Linked DNA regions of Hordeum vulgare: region 2 is linked to region 1. Evidence: chromatin contacts called from public Hi-C data. All regions are on one chromosome and are shown on one strand. The core of a region is the stretch at or near the end of the contact, and the rest is flanking DNA. Distances in the headings are between cores, read along the strand shown. Region 1 has its middle 250 kb from the start of LOC123406999. Region 2 holds the start of LOC123412983.

Region 1 (4,458 bases), core at 1,487-3,986:
TTAGTTATGTTGCGACGTTTGATACACACAAAGTATTCTTCCGGTGTGAGTAAGCTACATGATCTCATGGTCAAAGGAACATATACTTGACATGCAGAAAAACAGTAGCAATAAAACAACACGATCACATGCTATGTTCATAGTTTGGGTCTTCTCCATCACATAATTCTCCTAATGATGTGATCCCGTTATCAAGTGACAACTCTTGTCTATGGTAAGGAAACCTTGACCATCTTTGATCAATGAGCTAGTCCAGTAGAGGCTTACTAGGTACGGTGTGTTGTCTATGTATCCACAGATGTATCTGAGTTTCCATTCAATACAATTCTAGCATATATAATAAATGATTATACTGAACAAGGAAATATAATAATAACTATTTTATTTTTGCCTCTAGGGCATATTTCCAACAGTCTCCCACTTGCACTAGAGTCAATAATCTAGCGCACATCACTATGTGATTTACAATGTAATAAATATAACACCCATACAGTTCTGGTGTTGATCATGGTTTGCTCGTGGAAGAGGCTTAGTCAACGGGTGTGCAACATTCAGATCCGTGTGCACTTTGCAAGTACTTATGTCCGCCTCTTTGATGTAATCGCAGATGGCATTGAAGCGTCACTTTATGTGTCTGGTCCTCTTGTGAAACCTTGGTTCCTTGGCTAGAGCAATGGTACCAGTGTTTTTACAGAACAGAGTCATTAGATTTAATTCACTAGGCACAACTCCATGATTTGTCATGAACTCCTTCATCCACACACCCTCTTTGGCCGCCTCTGAGGCAGCTATGTACTCCGCTTCACATGTAGAATCAGCTACCACGCTTTGCTTGGAACTGCACCAGCTTACCGCACCCCCATTGAGAATAAATACGTATCCGGTTTGAGACTTAGAGTCATCCAGGTCAGTGTCAAAGATTGCATCGACGTAACCCTTTACGACAAGCTCTTCATCACCTCCATAAACGAGAAACATTTCCTTAGTCCTTTTCAGGTACTTCAGAATATTCTTGACCGTTGTCCAGTGTTCTATTCCTGGATCACTCTGAAACCTTCTCGCCATACTTATGGCAAGGCTGACATCAGGTCTTGTGCACAACATTGCATACATGATAGAGCCTATGGCTGAAGCATAGGGGCGACACTCAGCTTTTCTCTATCTTCTGCAGTTACTGGGCATTGACTCTTACTCAACTTCACACCTTGTAGCACAAGCAAGAACTCCTTCTTGGACTGCTCCATTATGAACTACTACAAAACTTTGTCAAGGTATGAGCTCTGTGAAAGTCCTATTAAGCGTCTTGATCTATCTCCATAGATCTTGATGCCTAATATGTAAGCACCTTCTCCTAGGTCCTTCATAGAAAAACTCTTATTCAAATAATCCTTTACGCTTCCCAAAATGGCTATATGATTTCCAATCAGCAATATGTCATCCAAATATAATATTAGAAATGCTATAGAGCCCCCACTCACTTTCTTGTAAATACAAGCTTCTCCACAAACTTATATAAACCCAAACGCCATGATCACCTCATCTAAGCGTTGATTACAACTTCGAGATGCTTGCACGAGTCCATAAATGGATCGCTGGAGTTTGCATACTTTCTTAGCATTCTCTGGATCGACAAAACCTTCTAAGGAGCGCTGCTTTGACATCAATTTTCCAAATTTCATAATCAAAAAATGCAGCTATTGCTAACATGATTCTGATGGATTTAAGCATCGCTACGGGTGAGAAAGTCTCATCGTAGTCAACTACTTGAACTTGTGAAAAACCCCTTGCCACAAGTCGAGTTTTATAGACGGTGATATTATCGTCTGCGTGTGTCTTCTTCTTAAAGATTCATTTATTCTGAATGGCCTTTCGCCCTTCAGGTAATACTTCCAAAGTCCACACTTTGTTTTCATACATGGATCCTATGTCAGATTTCATGGATCTAAACATTTGTTGGAATCGGGGCCCACCATCACGTCTCCATAGCTCGTAGGTTCATTGTTTCTAACAACATGACTGACAAGACAGGGTTTCCGTACCACTCAGGAGTATTACGTGCCCTTGTCGACCTACGAGGTTCGATAACAACTTGATCTGAAGCTACATGATCATAATCATCAGCCTCCTCTTCAACAGATGTAGGCTCCATAGAAACATCTTTTTGCGTTGCGTCATTCTCTGGTTGAAGTATAGATTCTATAACTATAACATCCCAAATTTCAATTTGGAATATTTTACAATTATAGCTAAGCATCTATGCATTTTGATTGAAATGAATGTGGCAACTGAATTTTCATCTGGTATTTGATTTCATTTCTTTTGGCACGTGAATTTCATTCACAAATCCCTCACAAAATACCTTGTACAACAAGTATGAGAGGAGGTAACATGACACCCCAAAAGTGAGAAGAAAAATAGTGCCAATTTATTTGAAAGTCAAATTTGATTTTATTTGGAATTTTAAAGAAAAAGTTTTATAAAGTTTTTATTTTGTGTTTAATAAATGTCCATGCTATAGGATTTATTTTTCCGATCGTTTTGATATACAATACCCTAAATATTATTTTGTGTATAGTATGTTATTTTCGTTTTATTTCTCAAAAAAAAACTGGGCTGACCCAGCCAGCCATGGGCCAGTGCCCCAGCCGACCCCACACGCACGGTGTGAGTTGCCCTAGCAAGGCAAGGAGCAAGGTGAGCCACGAGCGCTCCTCCCAGCCGCCGTTGGCTGTTTGTTTTCCAAAAAAAAGGGCAACGAACCCCATGTCATGTGTCTCTCCTCCCGATTTCCTCTCCCTCTCGTACTCTCTCTCTCTGCGTGGGACCCGCCTAGTCTTCTTCCTGTCCACGAAAACAAAACAAAGTCCAACTCCACGCACGTACGTGTACAGACGCCGACTTTGGTTTAAACTTCATGAAAATCCTATCTCTAGTCAACCCCTGCTCAAGCATCATGTCCTATAAATACCCGTGACTCTCCTCGACTAATTCTCGTAAAACCCCCACGCCAAAACCCCATATACACGAAGCTTTCGGCGTTTGGATCTTGCCACAGAAGCTGCGGTTCATCGTCGGATTCCAACGCCCGTGAGCCATTCCGAGCCTCCATCCTTTGCAGTTAGACTTATTGCGATCCTTAGCTTCTTTTTGACATGGTCTAATCTCGTATCTCCATCTACAACGACCGCCTCGAGCTCGTAACGTCGCCGTAGTTCACGGAGTTCACCTCGATACCCCGTTCGCTTCGGTCACCACCAACCTTCACATTCAGCAAAAATCGTTTGCCCTCGACGTTCCGCATCTGTTGGACAACTTCCCCGACGCCGTTGATCACGGATCACGGAGTATGTTTTTTTTTTCCGTTTTATTCCTAAAAAAACTGCTGGCCAGGCGAGCGCACCGGACGGCCAAGCTAACCATGGGCCAGCGCCCCAGCCCACCCCACACGCATGGTGGGAGTTGCCCTAGCGAGGCAATGAGCGAGGCGAGCCACGAGTGCTCCTCCCAGCCGCTGCCGGCTGTTTGTTTTTCAAACAAAGGGCAACGAACCCCACGTTATGTTTCTCTCCTCCCAATTTCCTCTCTTTCTCGTACTCTCTCTCCCTGGCGCGTGGGACCCGCTCGGTCTTCTTCCTGTCCACGAAAACAAAACAGAGTCCAACTGCACGCACGTACGCGTAAAGACGCCGACTTCGGTTTAAACTTTGTGAAAATCCTATCTCAAGTCAACCCCTGCTCCAAGCATCATGTCCTATAAAAACCCTTGTACGCGAAGCTTTCGTCATTTGGATCTCACCGCAGAAGCTGCGGTTCATCGCCATATTCCGACGCCCGTGAGCCATCTCGAGCCTCCATCTTGTGTAGTTAGACTTTTTTCAATCCCTAGCTTCTTTTTGACAAGGTTTAATCTCATCTCTTCGTCTATAGCGACCACCTCGAGCTCGTAACGACGTCTTAGTTCACGGAGTTCACCTCGACGCCCCGCTCGCTTCGTTCACCATCAACCTTCACCTTCAGCAAAAAATCGGTCGCCCTCGATGTTCCACATGTGTTGGACAACTTCCCCGACGCTGTTGATTGCGGGAGCCGCCTCACCATCGTCATCTTCTTCTGTGCCTCCTCATATTTGTTGTGTGTAAGTTATTTTCATATTAGTTAAGTAGAGATTGTTTACCTTTTAGCCTTGTAGCGAACACTTGCAGCAAACCAATGATAGCCACGTGTCGCATATCCGCAATTTAATGTTTTCAGAAAAATCTCGTTTTTAAATTAGATCTCAGTTTTGTTTTGTATCTTTAGTTTTATAACTCCGTTTTCTTGTTGCTACAGATTCAAAAAAATCCCCTCTATCACGTGGAACCATCAAAAAAAATATATTTTTGAACTTTTAATTTTCGAGTTCAAACAGATTTGTAGTAAACACTAATTTAGGTATAACTTTTATTTAGAATTTTGTTT
Region 2 (4,560 bases), core at 1,595-4,094, 270 kb before region 1:
AGCTTCATTTAGCATGGCCTTTTTATTCGGCTGAGGGTTGTTCACTAGTATCGAATAAACTGGAGCACTGCGATTCGTTGGTAAGGCCTCCTTGGTACTACGTATACTGATAAGGCTGAGTTTCTACATCAGGACTGTTAGGCTACACCGTCTTTACCGCATGCACTCTGTATAGCTAGAATGCGGTATGAGAGTGCATAGCTAGCATGCGGTATGAGCCGATCGTGGCTTAGGCTGTTCGAGTAGTGGCTGTTCGAGTGGTGGCTGATCGTGGGTTAGTGGAGGTAGTAGTGGTGCATGCATGATCAGCTCCTGGTCTGTCAACTGTATATAACACCCAGCCCAGAGCTTAATCAGCTCCTGGTCTGTCAACTGTATATAACACCCAGCCCAGAGCTTAATCAAAGTGCGTTGAAACCAATCCTCTCTCTCGCACACCCCCACGAACTCCTGCTTGACGTCGCTCCAGATTGCTCGCTTCTCCGCGTCTTTGGGTGCTTGTGCTACCCCAACATCTCCTCCACGGCCAAACACAAGCTCGAGCCACGGTCTCTCGCCTGCGTTTTCCTTGGCTATCCCTCCGATCACCGCGGGTACCGTTGCTTTGATCCCACCACACGACGCGTTTTTTCCCTTCGCCACACTCCCTGCACCTCGCCCCACCACACCACCATCACCTCCCTTCGCGCCACCCATTTTGCAGGTACCCGTGATCGCGTCGAGTCCCTCCGCGTCCACCACTACCTCGCCCTCAGCTGATAACCTCCGGCGCGCGCGGGCTGCGCGTTCATCCTCCTCGAGCACGTCGGGCACACCCCCAAGCACGGCTGACGAGGCTGCGAGCTCCTCTGTCGCGAGTTCCAGCAGCTCCGCGGGGGCGTTCGCGCCACCGTCTCCAGCGGCTCATGGTCACACACTCGCAAACGGGCATCTTCCGCTCGAATCGGCGTTACCACGGCAGCCTCGTCGCCACCACCGGCACTGCGGAGGTCTCGCCAGTAACCTCCTCGGTGCGTGTCGCCCTTCGCGACCCTCTCGCCGTGATGCGCGACGAGTTCGACGCCCTCGTCCGCAACCGTACCTGGGAGCTGGTGCCTCGACCCCCCGGCGCCAACCTCATCACCGGCAAATGGGTGTTCAAACACAAGTACAAGGCCGACGGCTCCCTCGAGCGTCACAAGGCGCGATGGGTCGTGCGCGGTTTCCGACAGCGCGCCGGCGTCAACTACGGCGAGACCTTCTCGCCTGTTGTCAAGCCACCACTGTCCGCGTCGTGCTGACTCTGACCGCATCGCGCAACTGCCCGTTCACCAACTGGACGTGTCGAACGCGTTCCTGCACGACACGTTAGACGAAGAGGTATACTGCCTTCAGCCCGCCAGCTTCGTCGCCGCCGCCAAACCTCATCACGTCTGCCGCCTCTTCAAGTCCCTCTACGGTTTGAAGCAGGCTCTGTGTGCATGATTCCTGCGCTTCACCGGCTTCCTCCAGTCCATCGGCTTCACCGTGACACGCTCCGACTCGTCGCTGTTCACGCGACGCCACGACCACGACATCGCCTTCCTGCTTCTCTACGTCGACGATATCGTGCTCATTGCGTCCTCGCCTGCCGCCCTCCGCCACGTCGTCACTCAGCTCACTGCGGAGTTCGCCATGAAGGACCTCGGCCCCTTGCACTTCTTCCTTGGCATCCGCGTCACGCGCACACTGGCTGGCTTCTTTCTCTGCCAGCAACAGTATGCCGCCGACATCCTGGATTGCGCCAGCATGGACACCTGCCGCTCGTCTCCCACGCCGATCGACACCAAGGGCAAACTGCCGATCGCCGATGGGTCGCACGTCGACGATCCCTTTGCCTACCGCAGCATTGCCGGTGCGCTTCAGTACCTGATGATCGCGCGGCCGGAGATTGCCTACGTTGTCCAGCAAATCTGCCTCCACATGCACGATCCCCGTGAGTGTCACCCCGGGTTGATCAAGCGTGTGCTCCGGTACGTGCGTGGCACGCCTGCTCTCGGTCTTCACCTTCGCGCCTCGCACACCCTTGACCTGCGGGCGTTCACTGATGCCGACTGGGCGGGCTGCCCCGACACTCGCCGATCTACCTCCGGTTTCTGCGTCTACCTCGGTGACGCGCTCATCTCCTGGTCGTCCAAGCGCCAAGCCGTCGTCTCCCGCTCCAGCGCTGAGGCCGAGTACTGCGACGTCGTCAATGCCGTTGCTGAGTGCGTCTGGCTCCGACAGCTCCTCGGCGAGCTGATCTCCCCCGTCGCCAAGGCTACGCTGGTTTACTGCAATAACGTCTCCGCAGCCTACTTGTCGGCCAACCCGGTTCACTACCGCCGCACCAAGCACGTCGAGCTGGACATTCTCTTCGTGCGTGAACGGGTTGCTCTCGGCGAGTTCCGCGTTCTTCACATCCCCACTCGTCAGCAGCTCGCCGACATCATTGACGAAAGGGCTCCCCTCGGGGTGTTCTCTAACTTCCGTTACAGTCTCTGCGTTGCTTCCGCCGACGTCACGACTGCAGGGGGTTGTGGTAAGCTACACCGTCTATATCGCATGCATCTGTGTAGCTAGCATGCGGTATGAGCCGATCGTGGCTTAGGCTGTTCGAGTAGTGGCTATTCGAGTGGTGGTGATCGTGGGTTAGTGGAGGTAGTAGTGGCGCTGTATATAACACCCAGCCCAGAGCTTAATCAAAGTGCGTTGAAACCAATCCCCCCCTCTCTCTCGCTAAACAAGGACGAGACAAATAAGTACTCCCTCCGTTCGAACATTTTGTAAAAAAGAAGAAGAAAAAAAAACCTTTCTCTTATCCCAACACAACCGGTAGTCCCCGTCCCTTCCTTGACCACACTCGTTGGTGCCACAGCTCTCCTGCAGTCCCTCTTCCCTTCTGTTGCGTTGCAGGTGTCCCGCACAGTCCCTCTTTTATTCCCTCATGAAGGTCAAGGAATCCGTCTTCTGCCTTGCTGTAGCTCTCACGCAAAGCTCAAGGATCAGCTTTTCTACTCCATGACGAGTCGCTCGCCGTCGCTTTCCTTGTGTCCCCCGTCGTTGCCATGGCGAGCTCGTCCATGCCGCCTCGGCTTGCGGACAATCCTCCTTCCTTCTCCATGGCGTGCTCCTCCCTATTGTCCCCATACTTGCATACCATAGAGCAGGCCATGATGGCGGCCAGATCCGCGCTTGCTTGTCAAGGTTCGACCGTGGTGAGTGCCGGCCCCGCGCTAGCGCCGCAGGATTCAAGTTTTCCCTGTTTGATTCAAGTTTTCCCTGCTCGTCAAGGTTCCCCTGCTTGATTTAGGTTCAGAAAATTTTGTGTACTGAACATCTTGGACTACATCTTTGCAGAATCATCAGTCGCCATGGAGCTCCGATCCCACAGTTGCCGCACCTCGACAAAATCCCTGGAGGATGAGCGCGTGAGGATCCCATAGCTGTCGCAACTCTGTTCAGAATTCTTGATTTTTCCCCTGTGATTAGAGTGAGTAGATGCTTCTGTGTTGATGCAATACCTGGATTGATTTGACTTTCACTTATGCAAATACCTCTAAATATCATGCAAATACAATTTGCCTTTCAATGAATTAAGAAACAGGTGCTTACAGTAATGTAGGAGTATCTTAGTTGTGTCATCACACAAGAAGTTGTAGTGCTTACAACTAAGGTGATAAAGATTAAGCAAAGCAAATGATGTTGGTGGTTAACTTTGTAGAATGCCTAGTTTGCACTCTGGTTTCTAACAGGAGTATCACCCACTCTTATTAAGAAAAGAACTTCTCTTGGGACCTACAAGTTGTCATTTCTTCTCTGAACTTCTGACTACAAGACAACATGGTTCTCTAAAAAACAGACTTCAGAGCTTACTAGTTTAGCACAAGAATGATTCAAACTACTAAAAAAGCATTTAGTACAGTAAGTGACTGCTAATTTGTAAACAACATAATCCAAATTCTATCCCTGAATTTGCAGAATTCCATTGTCTTGTAATGCAGGTTGATCACCTTAAGCGGTGGACATGGTTTAGGAGAGCAAGGTCCTCATGGAGAGCTGGGGAGGTAGATATCGTCATTTCTTTCTTCTTACTCCATGAGCTCAACAGTCAGTCAGTAGCATGAGACAGTCTTTTGACAATTAGATGTGTGTGCGTGGTTTGTAGAAACCAAGAGATTGTGCATGAAAAATGGAACTTTCAGAATCAGAACCGGATAGAGCGGTGCTTTTAAATCATCAATTCTTTTAGGCAAATTCAGTAGTCTATGTTCAGACAATTGCTTCTGAATTTATACTCTTAACTGAATTTTGCCGAGGAGTATACTCTTAACTGAATTTAGATAACTGCTGAAAAAAGATGTGGCAAGCATAGTCGATTAATTGAGGTGCCCACTGTCGAGTGCATTGGGCTAAGCCTGCCTAGTAGAGTGCTAGTAGTTTCATGTGCAATTGATTATGCAATCAACATGTAAGCACATCTAGTACCCCTTAGTGGTTTTGGTGTACTGAAGACTTATAGGTTAAGGGACTAATGTGTTTGTGAGTGTACACATGCTCTAT

What was found. A called contact is a pair of places that touch in the nucleus more often than the background predicts.
Region 2: a contact with region 1 is called in a Hi-C map of seedling, with 1.8 times the contacts expected there. The contact joins the promoter of LOC123412983 here to the enhancer-like site in region 1. A contact is called at or near these places in 2 of 6 Hi-C or Micro-C datasets (leaf and seedling).

The regions. Positions count from the first base shown.
Region 1 is chr7H:194,878,614-194,883,071 of MorexV3_pseudomolecules_assembly, reverse strand. No RefSeq gene overlaps it. Among protein-coding and RNA genes, the nearest start is that of LOC123406999, 250 kb to the right of the region's middle. Within about 2 kb of position 2,736, at least 3 of the 3 cell types and tissues checked have open chromatin away from gene starts, as enhancers often do. A contact at or near this core is called in leaf and seedling, where this site is marked.
Region 2 is chr7H:195,152,036-195,156,595 of MorexV3_pseudomolecules_assembly, reverse strand. LOC123412983 reads left to right here and starts at 2,844. Exons shown (of 4, transcript XM_045105931.1): 1 at 2,844-3,215; 2 at 3,358-3,428; 3 at 4,002-4,064. The coding sequence starts at 3,066. LOC123409964 reads left to right here. Exons shown (of 3, transcript XM_045102834.1): 3 at 1-126.